3 separate regions of the Mus musculus genome follow, and all the other regions are linked to region 3. Evidence: chromatin contacts called from public HiChIP or PLAC-seq data. All regions are on one chromosome and are shown on one strand. The core of a region is the stretch at or near the end of the contact, and the rest is flanking DNA. Distances in the headings are between cores, read along the strand shown. Region 1 overlaps Vps35l (VPS35 endosomal protein sorting factor like). Region 2 overlaps Iqck (IQ motif containing K). Region 3 has its middle 13 kb from the start of Itpripl2.

What was found. HiChIP or PLAC-seq counts read pairs in DNA pulled down with a chosen protein or histone mark.
Region 1: a contact with region 3 is called in a FOXA1 HiChIP or PLAC-seq map of pancreatic cancer cells. The contact joins two enhancer-like sites. A contact is called at or near these places in 1 of 39 promoter capture datasets (neural stem cells), 1 of 115 datasets of contacts at active chromatin or transcription factors (pancreatic cancer cells) and 1 of 9 other capture datasets (adipose tissue).
Region 2: a FOXA1 HiChIP or PLAC-seq map of pancreatic cancer cells shows a contact between it and region 3. The contact joins two enhancer-like sites. A contact is called at or near these places in 1 of 484 Hi-C or Micro-C datasets (adipose-derived mesenchymal stem cells), 1 of 115 datasets of contacts at active chromatin or transcription factors (pancreatic cancer cells) and 1 of 9 other capture datasets (pancreatic islet).

What each region holds. Positions count from the first base shown.
Region 1 is chr7:118,826,741-118,830,717 of GRCm38.p6, reverse strand. All of the region lies in intron 27 of Vps35l (VPS35 endosomal protein sorting factor like), which reads right to left. Among named protein-coding and RNA genes, the nearest start is that of Gm26147, 3.8 kb to the left of the region's middle. Within about 2 kb of position 2,662, at least 87 of the 459 cell types and tissues checked have an H3K27ac peak or open chromatin away from gene starts, as enhancers often do. A contact at or near this core is called in neural stem cells and pancreatic cancer cells, where this site is marked.
Region 2 is chr7:118,927,602-118,931,559 of GRCm38.p6, reverse strand. The region is part of intron 7 of Iqck (IQ motif containing K); the gene reads right to left. Among named protein-coding and RNA genes, the nearest start is that of Gm39076, 56 kb to the left of the region's middle. Within about 2 kb of position 1,434, at least 188 of the 459 cell types and tissues checked have an H3K27ac peak or open chromatin away from gene starts, as enhancers often do. A contact at or near this core is called in pancreatic cancer cells, where this site is marked.
Region 3 is chr7:118,476,802-118,480,661 of GRCm38.p6, reverse strand. No RefSeq gene overlaps it. Among named protein-coding and RNA genes, the nearest start is that of Itpripl2, 13 kb to the left of the region's middle. Within about 2 kb of position 1,396, at least 101 of the 459 cell types and tissues checked have an H3K27ac peak or open chromatin away from gene starts, as enhancers often do. A contact at or near this core is called in neural stem cells and pancreatic cancer cells, where this site is marked.

The sequences.
Region 1 (3,977 bases), core at 1,413-3,912, 350 kb before region 3:
GCCTACCTGGATGATATGGCAATACTGTCATAATGGCCAAGGTGTGGGAACCACCTACGGTTTCTGCAGATGAATGCATAGCAAAAAGAAGTCTATGCACACAGCGGAAGGTGGGGAACCTTCAACAGTAAAGTCTGTAGGACGTGATAAAATGAGTGAAGCCTGAGAACTCAGGCTAAGCGAAACAGACTAATCACAAGTACAAGCACTGCCTGAGTTCATTTAGAGAAATCTAAAACTGTCTAATTAGTGGTGAATGGCTATTACAAAGGGTGGGAAGAAGAATGGGGAGTTAGGGACCAACAAGCCTAAACTTCAGTTAAGCAAACGAAAACACACCCAAGATCTCCTGGACACCACTTTATGTAAGGTCAGTGGCTGTACAGCCCTTCTGAAAGCTTACTTAAGAGTAGAGCTCATGTTTCATGCTGCTATCGTAGTAAAATCAAACTCTCGAACAGTAACCCCCTCCCAAGACACACAAAAACACACGCAAAGCTGTCACAGGAGAGGGAACCAGGCTGAACAAGGAGGACAAGGGAGGGGGAGCTTTTTCATGCAAAATCCAACCCTGGTACTGTGGCTCATCTGATCTCTCTCTCTCTCTCTCTCTCTCTCTCTCTCACACACACACACACACACACACACACACACACACACACACATTTAAAAGGTAGAATAGCATCACTATTCCTGTGCTTTGGGCACTGAGGTAAAAGCAGTGTGCACTCACTGACAGACAGGTGATCAGAGGGTGATAAAAGCAGGCAGCACACACAGGGCGGATCCATTGCACAAAGACTCTCATCCCAGATGGGGTGACATGTCATCACACTATGCAGAACGGCACAGAGTTGAAAACATATACATTTCTGGAACTTTCTATTCAATATATTAGACAGAGGTTGGATGCTGGCCACTGAAAACAGAATGTAAACTAGCAGGTGAGAGGTGCCTTTGTCCTAATGCTACCTCTCCTGAGGAGGGATGAAGAGCTGCTAAGCCCTGATGGTCCTGAGTGAACAGAGCACGGCAGACTCTCTGGGCTCACATCACGTGTGAAGGACCCTGGAGGAGACAAATCCTGCTCTGCTGCCAACGACCTCTACAGCCCCAGGCGCAACCTTTTCAGGTCTAGGTATCTCTATAAGAGAAACAGATTCACTAATTTCTACCTTACAAAGCTCAGGGAGGATTCTCAGAGGCTATGTAAGTGCCCATGAAGGGCTTTGGCACAGCACCAAATAAATGCATGCTCCTGGGACCAAAATGGGGAGATAGCTGAGTAGGTAAGGTGTTTGTTATACAAGCACGAGGCCCTGAGTTACATCACCAACATCTACAGAAAAGCCGTGAGCAATGCGTACCTCTCCCTGTACAGTGCTGGGGATGAGAGATAGATCCCTGGGCTTGCTGGCCAACCGTTTTCTCCTAACCGGTGAACTCCAGCCTCATTGAGAGACCTTGTCTCAAGAACTGAGACAACAAGGAAGAAAAACAAGGAAGATACTGATGTTGACCTCTGACCTCCACATGTACCCTCAGTCCTCAGATGGCAGTTGATCTTCATTGCCTGGATCTCACCAAAGTGCAGTCTTTGACACCAGGAAAAGCAACAAAGTCCTACTCATGGCAAAAGGTGCTTTCTCAATGCCTCTGTGCCAGGTTGGCATCTGGAATGGAGGATGCACACCCTGCATGCTTGGGGCAGCTGCTCCCAGCCCTAGCTATCTGAACAGACTGTAGAACACCAGTGTGAATGGCAGGAGCTGAGTCCTCAAGGGAAGCCACAAACCTGTATTTGCTTCAGCTTTTTTTTTTTTTTTTTTTTGTGGAAAACTCCAAGCGCTTTCCATCGTCCCGGAGGAAGCAAGTGTGGCAGCTGGCTGGGTTCTGCCCTCTGGTCACCAGCGTGTAACCCCAGGGAGGGAGGCTCTGGCTTACAGCATGCTTTCGTTCTTAAGTATGAAACCCGCAAGGCGGCAGTCCTGCGAGGTAGGCATTTCCATGCTTTTGTAAGATGACAGGTAAGACTTGGAGGAATTACAAAACCATCTCCAAGGCCCCAGAGCTTGACCCAAGTTTGAGACTCTGAGGAGAAGGCCTTCAGAGAGACCCTGGCTGCTTGCAGCACGTGGGAAGCTCGTGTGCAGGCGGTAAGGCACCTCGACAAATCACCACACGATCAACATCAAGTGCTTCATTAGAAACTTGGGCTTGTCCTCGGCTCTACGTATAGGACAAATAACCAGGTCAGACAGACAGGAGGCACTGACCGCAGAGCACGGTGAGCAGGTGTCCAGGGAAGGGACTCTGGGAGCCCCTGCAGCTCTGCCACCTGACCCCTCACCAGGATGCTGCCTGCCACAAAGGACAATCAAAGCCTCCCCCAGAGCAGGTCTGTGGCTGGGCCTCCTGGTTCCCCTCTGAGAACTTGGAATCTGAACAGAGAGAGCCCACTGCTGAGTCATTTTTTGTTTTCTCAGCTTGATGGAGATACATAATCCGCACAGGGAACAATACGCCCATTCAGGGCACACAATTCAATGTCTGTTCCTGCATCCAGAGTTGTGTGGCTGTCGCCACAATCGACTGAAGAGTATTTCATCACCCCTAAAGAAACCTGGGACCCAGCAAGTGCTGAGTCATTGCACAGCCCAAACTTGGCATGACACATCTCCCGGTCTAGTCCTGGGAGTGGCCCCTCCTGAACCACTGAGGGCAGTGCCCTCCAATGGGCCAGTTTTAACCTCCTGAGAGAGACATTCAAGGGTGAACTCCAGGAGTGTGCATTTAACAGGGCAACCCCGATGCACAGCCGTCTCAAGGAAGGGTTTCTGGGGTATTGTTTTGATATTTGCTTTGCAGTTTTTGGTTTCAATTTTGCCAGGTGAAGCCTATAGATTCCTGGGGCTGTTATTTGTAAATCAGCAAAGAAGACACCCGAGGCTTCAAGGGAACATGGTCATAGCAATGCAATTCTGCGGCTACTTTCCCAATGCTTTTGTGAAAACCTAAGGACGCTCTGTGGGGAGAGTTACCATGGTGCTTTCTAAGGAAGGGAGAAGAGCAGCAGCCTGAACTCTTTCAGAAGCAAGCAAGGCAGGTGCTGCGTGTGTTGGTGAAGAAAAAGTAGCATGCCACATGGGAGGACTGCAGGAAGGCAGCATGTCGCATGGGAGGACTGCATGAAGGCAGCATGCGGCATGGGAGGACTGCAGTAAGAGAATCTTGAGTTTCAGATGGCCTCACTTACACAGTGAGACTCTCAAAAGTAAAAACAAAATAAACCAAAAAACCAAAAGACTGCTCACAAAACATGGGATGAGACAAATGGGAAGGGAGGGGAAAGAAGAAGGAGATGAGGAGAAGGGGCAGGTGGTCGGGAACAACAAAGAAAAGAAGAAGAAACAGCCTCTGCACCAGAACCGGAGTAACAGAATGCCTGTTCACGTCTCTCTGTGACAAAGCCCCAACCGCTGCCGTGACCACCGAGGCTCTCTGTGTGCAGCTCACAATCAGGTGAAAGGTAAACGGACCCAGACACTTGGGAAAACAGAGATGCCATTTCGTTTCTTCATCCAAACTGCTGTCAGGAAGCAGGTCCAAGACCAGGCTGAGAACCCCTGCTATGGGAAGCCTCCAGGAATCCTACTACAGGACTCCCCTAGCCCCAAAAGGGCCCCAGGGATGACTGCTCATCTCTCACAACCACAAAGAGCCAATGTCTACTGTTTCCGGTTCCAAAGAATCCTGCCACCTAAGAGCTTCCCTGGGTGGCTATACTCTGTGCCCTTACCCAGTCCTCATCAGAACACTGGGAGCTGGCACAAGATCACCCTCATTTTGTGGACAGGACACACACATAAGTAACCCCCAAACCTGCAGAGCCAAGGGGAGAAAGAGCTGGTGCCCACTGTCACCATCATGGTCCAAGGTCACTACACCCTAGCCTTGGCAGTGTAGAGTACAGAGCA
Region 2 (3,958 bases), core at 185-2,684, 450 kb before region 3:
TGTGTGTGCAGTGCTGGGGTTGGAACTCTGGCCTCAAGCAGGCCAGGCAAGCATCCCTCCAGAGTCATCCTTGTCCATTCACGTGAGTACTTTCCTCTACGATCAGCACACTTAGTTCTTTTTCAAATCTAAATTTCCCCTGTTTTTCATACTGTCTTGTTCTTCCAGCGTGGTCTATATTTTGTCCTAGTAAATCTATATAATCACTGTAAACACACTTACTTCACAAACTCAAATTGCTATGCTTGAGGGCCCGAATGCTCTGCTTGGTGCTGGTTGTTGACTCCCTTCTTCTTTGGAGGTTCAGTTTTAAAATTAGGAGTTTATGACTTTTTATGTCTTAGTTCCAGCTCTAAGCTTGTCCACATCTGAGGTCATGTCTATAACTAGCAAACTTTTTTTGATTGGGATAAACAAGATAGTAAATATTGTTGCTTTTGTGGGCCATGGAGTCTCTTTCAAACCAATACCATGCTGCCATAGAACACAAAAGCAGCTGCAGACAATATGCTAAATAGGTGTGGCTACGTTCCAGTAAAATTTTATTTGGAACAGAGAGAGAGAGAGAGAGAGAGAGAGAGAGAGAGAGAGAGAGATGGGGGGAGGAGAAGGGAGAGGGGGAGGGAGAGGGAGAGGGAGAGGGAGGGAGAGATGCACACATACACATATGAAGAAAAGAAAAAGGAAAAAGAACTTTTGTAGCCAGGTTGAATGGGACAGGCCTATAATTCCAATAACTAAACTAAAGCAAGAGGGTCACAAGTTCAAAGCCAGCGTGAACAACTTAGTGAGACTTTGACACAAAATAAGAAGGTAAAAGGAGTCCTGGAGCTGTTGCTCGAGGGTGGAGCCTTGTTTCACATGTATGTGGCCATAGGTTCAATCTCAAATGCTACAAAAAATATTTAATAAAGAATAGAACCCAAGGAATGGACAGTGGCTGGATACTGTCCTTCAGGTATGGTTTGCCAACCTCTGCCTTGACCCCTATGTAGGCATTACAGCTCCAGCCCCCAGCTTCTCCTGCTGCCCCTTCCAGCTCTCTCACACTATTCATCTGACACTGTGCCCTTGGTGAATCACGTGAATGCCTGTCTAGAAAAACTCACTGTCTCTCAAAGTTTAAGCTCAACAAATGACCCTGATGTCACTGGGGTTCTGTTGAAATAGACCCCCCCCCCCCAACCTGGGAGTTCTAATGCACACCAGTGAGGTAGAACAAGACCCGCAGGACTCCAAGTGATTCCAGGGAGCTGAAGCCTGGGCCACCCTGCTTCCCCGAGGGAGAATGCTAGGAATGAGCCTACTGCTCCAAGCCCTGCGGAGGACATCTGTACCGCTTGGCTGTTTCAGTTCCTACACAAACACCATGCTGATTACTGCAAAGCCTTCCAGTGTGAGTCAAGGGAACACTCTGGGGCTGTTAGCCCGTGGTCAGGAAAGCAGGATCTGGGTGAGTCACCAGCACCAGCTGCCTTTCCTGAGGTAGTCTCTGCAATGCCCGGATCTGAGAAGGCCTTCTCCCAGGAAGCCACACCTAGTTTTGTACCGAAGTCGTCCCCCCGCGCCCCCCCCCCCCCGCCGGGTGGGGGCAGGTCACAGCACATACATGAAAGAAATGGAATTTCCCCCACATTTCAGTGATGGCAGTTCAGATGGAGTTCATCCTGCTTCTCCTGATAACTGAGACTCATGATTAGGAATGAATCTGATTGCGTAGGCATTTAAGGTATTTGATGAACCTCTCAGTGAGTTACAGGGTAAATTACGTCACCGTGTGCTCTGCCAAGGACCCTGTCAGCCAGCCCGTTCTGAGCCCTTCCCTCCCGTCCCCACTTAGCTGACATTTGCTAACACAAGACCTGTGAGCACTCTTTTAGGAGTTATGTGCACACTATTAATTCTCAGAAGAAATCTCTGAGGTGGGCAGTATTTCCACCCTTTTCAAAGAGGAAATTGAGCCTCAGTCAAGCAAATAGTGCCCCGAAATTGGTATGTATTATAGCCCAGAATTTGAACCCCAGGCAACTATGAAAACCTGCTCTGGTGTTGCCATTCTACTCCTGACTGAAGCAGCAGCTTCAGGGTTGTTCTAATGTACGGTCAGGTTTGAAAGCCAGAGATTCCTCTGTCAGGGTTCTCAAAGAGTGTTCCCCAGGTTGCCAGCACTCCTAGTGCCCAAGGACCTGTTTGAAATGCAAGTTCTCAGGACCCACTCAGCCCTCCCGACTCTGGGGGAAGGGCCCTGATGCAGGTTAAAGACAGAGAACCGCGTGCAGTGATGTGGGTGTATATATATAACACAAGCACTCGGGAAGCTGAGGCAGAGGGTTGTGGGTTTGAGGACAGCCTGAGCTGTCTCCAAATACGTAAGTAAATATCAAGAGCCAGAGCTCGGGAGAGACCACTTGCCCAGCATGTGTGAGGCTCTGGGGACGGGGTGGGGAGCCACCACACTGTGCCCTTGGTGAGTCACGTGCATTCTTGTCTAGAAAAACCCACTGTCACTCAAAGTTTAACTGATGGATGCAGAGCTGGAGCTGCAGCTCAGCTGGTAGAATGCCTGATTAGCACAAATAAAGTGCTGCATTCCTGGGTTTGATCCCCAGCTCCGCATAAGCCAGGAGTGTTGCCATACTGTAATCCAAACTCAGAAGGTAGAGACAGGAAGGTCAAGAAGTTTAAACCCATCCTTGGCTACGTAGCAAGTTCAGAGGCTATCCTTGGCTACAGGAACCCCACCTCTGTGCCCCCCCCCCCCACACACATATGGGAGTCTATCCCCTGTCAGTGAATCTGGCCAACCTCATGATTTGCTCTGACCAATAGAAGGGAGCAGAAGTACTGCTAAGAGAACTCCATAATCTAAGGCTGAAGAAAGCTTGAAGCTTCTAGATTTGCCTCCTCATGTTATTTCTACATTTAAGGAGGCTCTTCTTTCAACTTACACCATGTTGAAAAGCCACATGGAAAAGAAATGCCAACCACCAGTGCCACCTGCCAGACATGTGAAAAAGAGCAGCTTGGCCCTCCCCTCTGTACGTAGTCACCTGCTAATCTGGGCACACAGGGAGCCAGCACAGTAGCCACCCAGCTCACACACAGACTCCTGAGAAACAGTCAAGCACTATGGACTTCTTCTTTAACATTACTATTGTTTTCTTGTTGTTACAGTACAGCGCGTGTGTATGCATGCACTGCAGTGCACTGTGGAGGTCAGAGGGCAATTCTGTGCAGCTGATTCTCTCCTGGACCTTTTAGAAGGATGCTCTTACCCACTGAGTCATCTCCCTAGGCCAAGTCTACAGATTCAAACCACCAAGTATTCTCATGGGTTGCTATCACCAAAGAGACTCAACCACAGCAGTGAAAGTGACCCGTGCACTTTTTACCTTTACAGACAAGTGCTCCAGAGGAGTGGAGAAGGGCAGCTACTGGGATGCCAAGCAGGATGGCAGGCATCTCACCTCTGCTCTCTGCTTGCCAAGCTTCCCAGTCAGACCCAGTACAATCTTCCGCCATCTCCATATAGGGTTATTCAACTTTTTTGACATCAGAAAGTGACACTGAGGTTTATAAATGTGATGGTCCTGCATTCACAGCTCTCTGGGTACACAGGGCCCTCAGGCTGCATTCACAGCGCTCTGGGTACACACGGCCCTTAGGCTGCATTCACAGCTTTCTGGGTACACACGGCCCTTAGGCTGTATTCACAGCTCTCTGGGTACACACGGCCCTTAGGCTGTATTCACAGCTCTCTGGGTACACACGGCCCTTAGGCCGTAAGCTAGGCATGTCTGAAAGCTGAAAGGTCTTTATTGTTAGCTTGTTGTTTGTCTTGAGACAGGTTCTTATTCTGTAGTAGCCCAGGCTAGAGTCTATCTCCTGATACTCCTGCCTCAGACTCTTGAGAGTTGAAATTAAGGCTTAGCACTGCCACCAACAGCTAAAAAGTTAA
Region 3 (3,860 bases), core at 147-2,646:
GGGTCTTGGCGTGGGTCTTGGCGTGGGTCTTAGAACTGATCACTCAAGGCTGCCGAGGTGCTATTTGACCTGGTTTTCAGAAGCCAGCTAGTTAGTAGTGATCTGTTTTTTCCAAGTCTTCAGAGAGCATTGGGACTTCCTCTGCATATTCACAGATACTTGAAACTGCCCTCAGAGTCTGAACTCTCTAAAGCAGAGGCGCTTCCACACGCTTGCTAGCTATGAGTAATCCTCTACTTCAAAGTCCCCTGTAGGTGCACAGGGCCAAGTAACCAATTATATGCAATGGGCAGGGAGCAGAAGAGACATATGCTTGGCCCTGCAGGGACAATAACAGTGACCAGTTACAACAACAGCATCTTAAATTGCAACTGAGTCACTGACACATAATCACTGCCTGTAAGTCACAGGAATTATATTTAGATGGCCGAGAAGTCGGCCTTTGTGATGTCAGGCTTCTGAAGCTAAACATTGGGGTTTCTTGTCCCTACAGCACAGCCTAACTTAGCCTAACCTAACCTAACTGATGGCTCAGGATGTTGCATTGGCCCAGCAGTTCTCAACCTGGGGGTCACAATCCCTTTATGGATCGAACAATCCTTCCCTTTCACAGGGGTAGCCTAAGGTCACTGGGGGGGGGGGAGGAACAAATATTTATATTATGACTCATAACAGTGCAAATTTACAGTTATGAAGTAGTAGCAAAAATAATTTTATGGTTGGGGTCACCACAACACAAGGATCTGTATTAAAGGGTCACAGCACAAGGAAGGCTGGGAACCGCTGCTTTAGAGGATCTCTTTGGAAGCTGAGAAGTAAATCTCAAATATCAATATATCAAATAAATATATTAGCCCTGTGCAGAGGACAGGATGGAATGGTTAGCAGACAGAACCTCCCGTGTCTGCAGCTTACGCACGGCTGGCTAGAAAGATTGTTATCAGACACGGGGCCAATAAAGGTGCATGCTTTGAGGCAAAGGAACAGGTTTCTATGACATCATAAATGAACCTAGCATAGCCCAGAGGTGTCGGGGATGACATCTCAAAAGTCTGGAATCCCAGAAGAACACTGAAGGTCTGTCTCAGGGAGCAGCCTTGGGAATGCTTCATAAGCGCAAAGCTCTGCGTCAAACATTTGACATCCACAGTTCTCACTACTGCTACTGTCCCAGGAGGTGGCTCTAGGAGCCACCCCACTTTACCAATAAGGAGCTCTTGGCTCAGCAGAATGAAGTCATAGGCCCCAAGGAAGTACACGTCAGGTTTTGAACCCACATCCTCAGGCTCGCTTAAAAAAAAAAAAGCCAACTCTCAGTAGCTCCTGTGTTCCTAGTTCTTTAAACTCATCCAGAGAAATGACTCAAGCAGGAAGTTACCCTATGAGAGTCCCAGGGGGAGGATCAAAATGAAACTTGCAGTCCAGTGTCCACAATCGCCCTGCAGGAGGGGCATACAGCCCTCTCCCAGTCTCTCTTTAAAAGCTCCCTGGTTCCTTTTCATTTTTACAGCTTCTTCTCCCCACCCCTGGCCCCAGGGTGATTTCATTTCTCTTTTAGCAGATGGGGGAAAGCGTGGGCGGCTGGCCCTACAGTAGCCCAGCCACTGGCCTTCTTCCCCTCCAGACTTAATCCAGAGACAAACAAGAAGGACACAGCAGCTGTCTCTTCTCTTGGCTTCCTCTGATGCCTCCTTTTCTCCTTGCTACAGAAGCAGGAAGTCCTTGGATCACTATGTTGAAATGTTGCCTGGGTTAAGCTCATTGCTTTTCCTTACAGAACCCAACAGGGACATACTGACACCTAATCAGATATATGTTTCTCATGGAGATGTATCGCACAGGCTCATGTGTATGCATGCATGTCACACATATTCAACAACTGTTTAGATAGAATAAACCTTAGCCTGCCAGCCACTGTCAATAAAGGTTTATTCAAACACTCATTCCCTAACATCTCATCTGTGAGTGCTTTTGGTACTAAATGTGCCGAAAGTGACCTTATTATCTATGATTTTCAAAACCTAAAGTATTTATTATTTGCCTCTCAACAGGAAAAGTAAGCCTGGTTCTTGCTCCTCCTCCTAGTGTTCTGTGAGGTGCCTGCTACTTATAGGCTTGTAACAAAACACCTTAAAATGTAGCTGCTCACGCCCCACTGTAAGGGCTGGGAGATGCCAAAGTCAGTAAAATGCCTGCCAAAGGGGCTTGAGGAGCCATGTAAGACCAGGGTGTGGTAGTGCCTGTAGCCCCAATGAATGGCAGTGCATGCTCATAACTCCAGCTCTGGGAAGGTGGGAATAGGCAGACCCCCAGGCAGACCTCAGATGCACTCTCTCCAAACACACACACCACCACCACCACCACCACCACCACCACCACCACCACCACCATTGTGGCTTCTCTCATGATTCTGCATGTTGACCAAGCTGGGCCAGGCAGTATAGCTATCCATGACATAAGATCTGAAGCCAGGGCACCTCTGTTCACTTCCCTCATGTGGAGGAAACTGCCAATCACAGATGAGCTCAGCCTGTGTTCCTGGGTGGCCGAGAAGCCTCTGAGTTAGTGGTGCCTGTTGACCAGCCTTTGTGGAAAGTCGCAGCACAGTGGTGCTCCACAGTGTCTCCGGAATGAATGGGCTATAGGTGCCTATTCAGTGGTGATGTATTGGGTATGTGTGTGCAAAAGTATGTAGCAATGTGTGTGTATATGTATCTATCTGTGTACTTTCTGTATGTGTAGGTACTTATATGTGTGTATACTTGTATGTGTATGTATATCTGTGTATCTTCTCTATGTGTATGTACTTGTATGTGTTTGTATATCTGTGTGTGTATATCTCTGTGTGTGTGTTTGTATATCTGTGTACTTTCTGTATGTGTGTGTACTTGTATGTGTATGCATATCTGTATGTGTTTGTATATGTGTAAAATATATCTGTGTGCATACATCTCTCTTTGTCTCTGTCTTTCCCTGTCTCTGTTTCTCTCCCTCTCCCCAAACCCTCTGTGTATGCGTGTGTAGGTTACCCTATGGCTCTAGTTCTACTCAGCTAGTCTGCTGGGCCAAGGACCTTTAGAAAGCTGCCTGCTCTCCATTTCCAGTGCTGAGATTACACTATGTGCCCAGCTTTTCACTGCATCTGAACTGGGGCCCTCATTGCTTGCTCAGAAGCATTTTTACCTACCGAGCCATCTCCCCGGTCCCCTGATATTCTTTATAAAGTATCCATCTCAAATATTTTGTTATGGAAACAGAGCACCTACTTAAACACTAGTCAGATTCAACCTTTTTTTAAACTAATTAACTTGTAGTTCAGGAGATCAAACCAGGGCCTGCCTGCTACATGAGTGCTTTCCCACAGAGCTAAATCTCCAGCCTCAATCATATTTTCTTTGCTTTAATGCACAGCAATGCCTGAGTTCCGTCCCCAGTTGGTCGGGCTGGGCCTGAGTACCTAGTTAAAGCTCCGTGTAGTTCTAAAGTGTATCAGGACTGGAACCTGACTGGTAAATGGAGAGGCTGCTATAGGAAGATGCCCTAGGGGCTGCAAAGGAGAGGAAAGGTTATCTGCTGGGAATTCAAAACAGGAAAGTCTGCATGGCAGCACAGCCATGCTGGTAGGTTTATCTCAGCAGAATCAGCCACTCTCGGCAGGACACACCCACTCTCTGCTCTTGAATGTTGACTCCGTGGCCTTCCACCAGTGACTCTGTAGATGTAGACACCCAGACTCATTTGCTTGTACTATGGTAGCTGGCTTTGGACAAAGTGACCATAGGTCTCGGTCTGTTAATGGTGTTTTGCATATTTATTTTATTTTATTTTATTTTATTTTTATTACGTATATGGGTATTTGG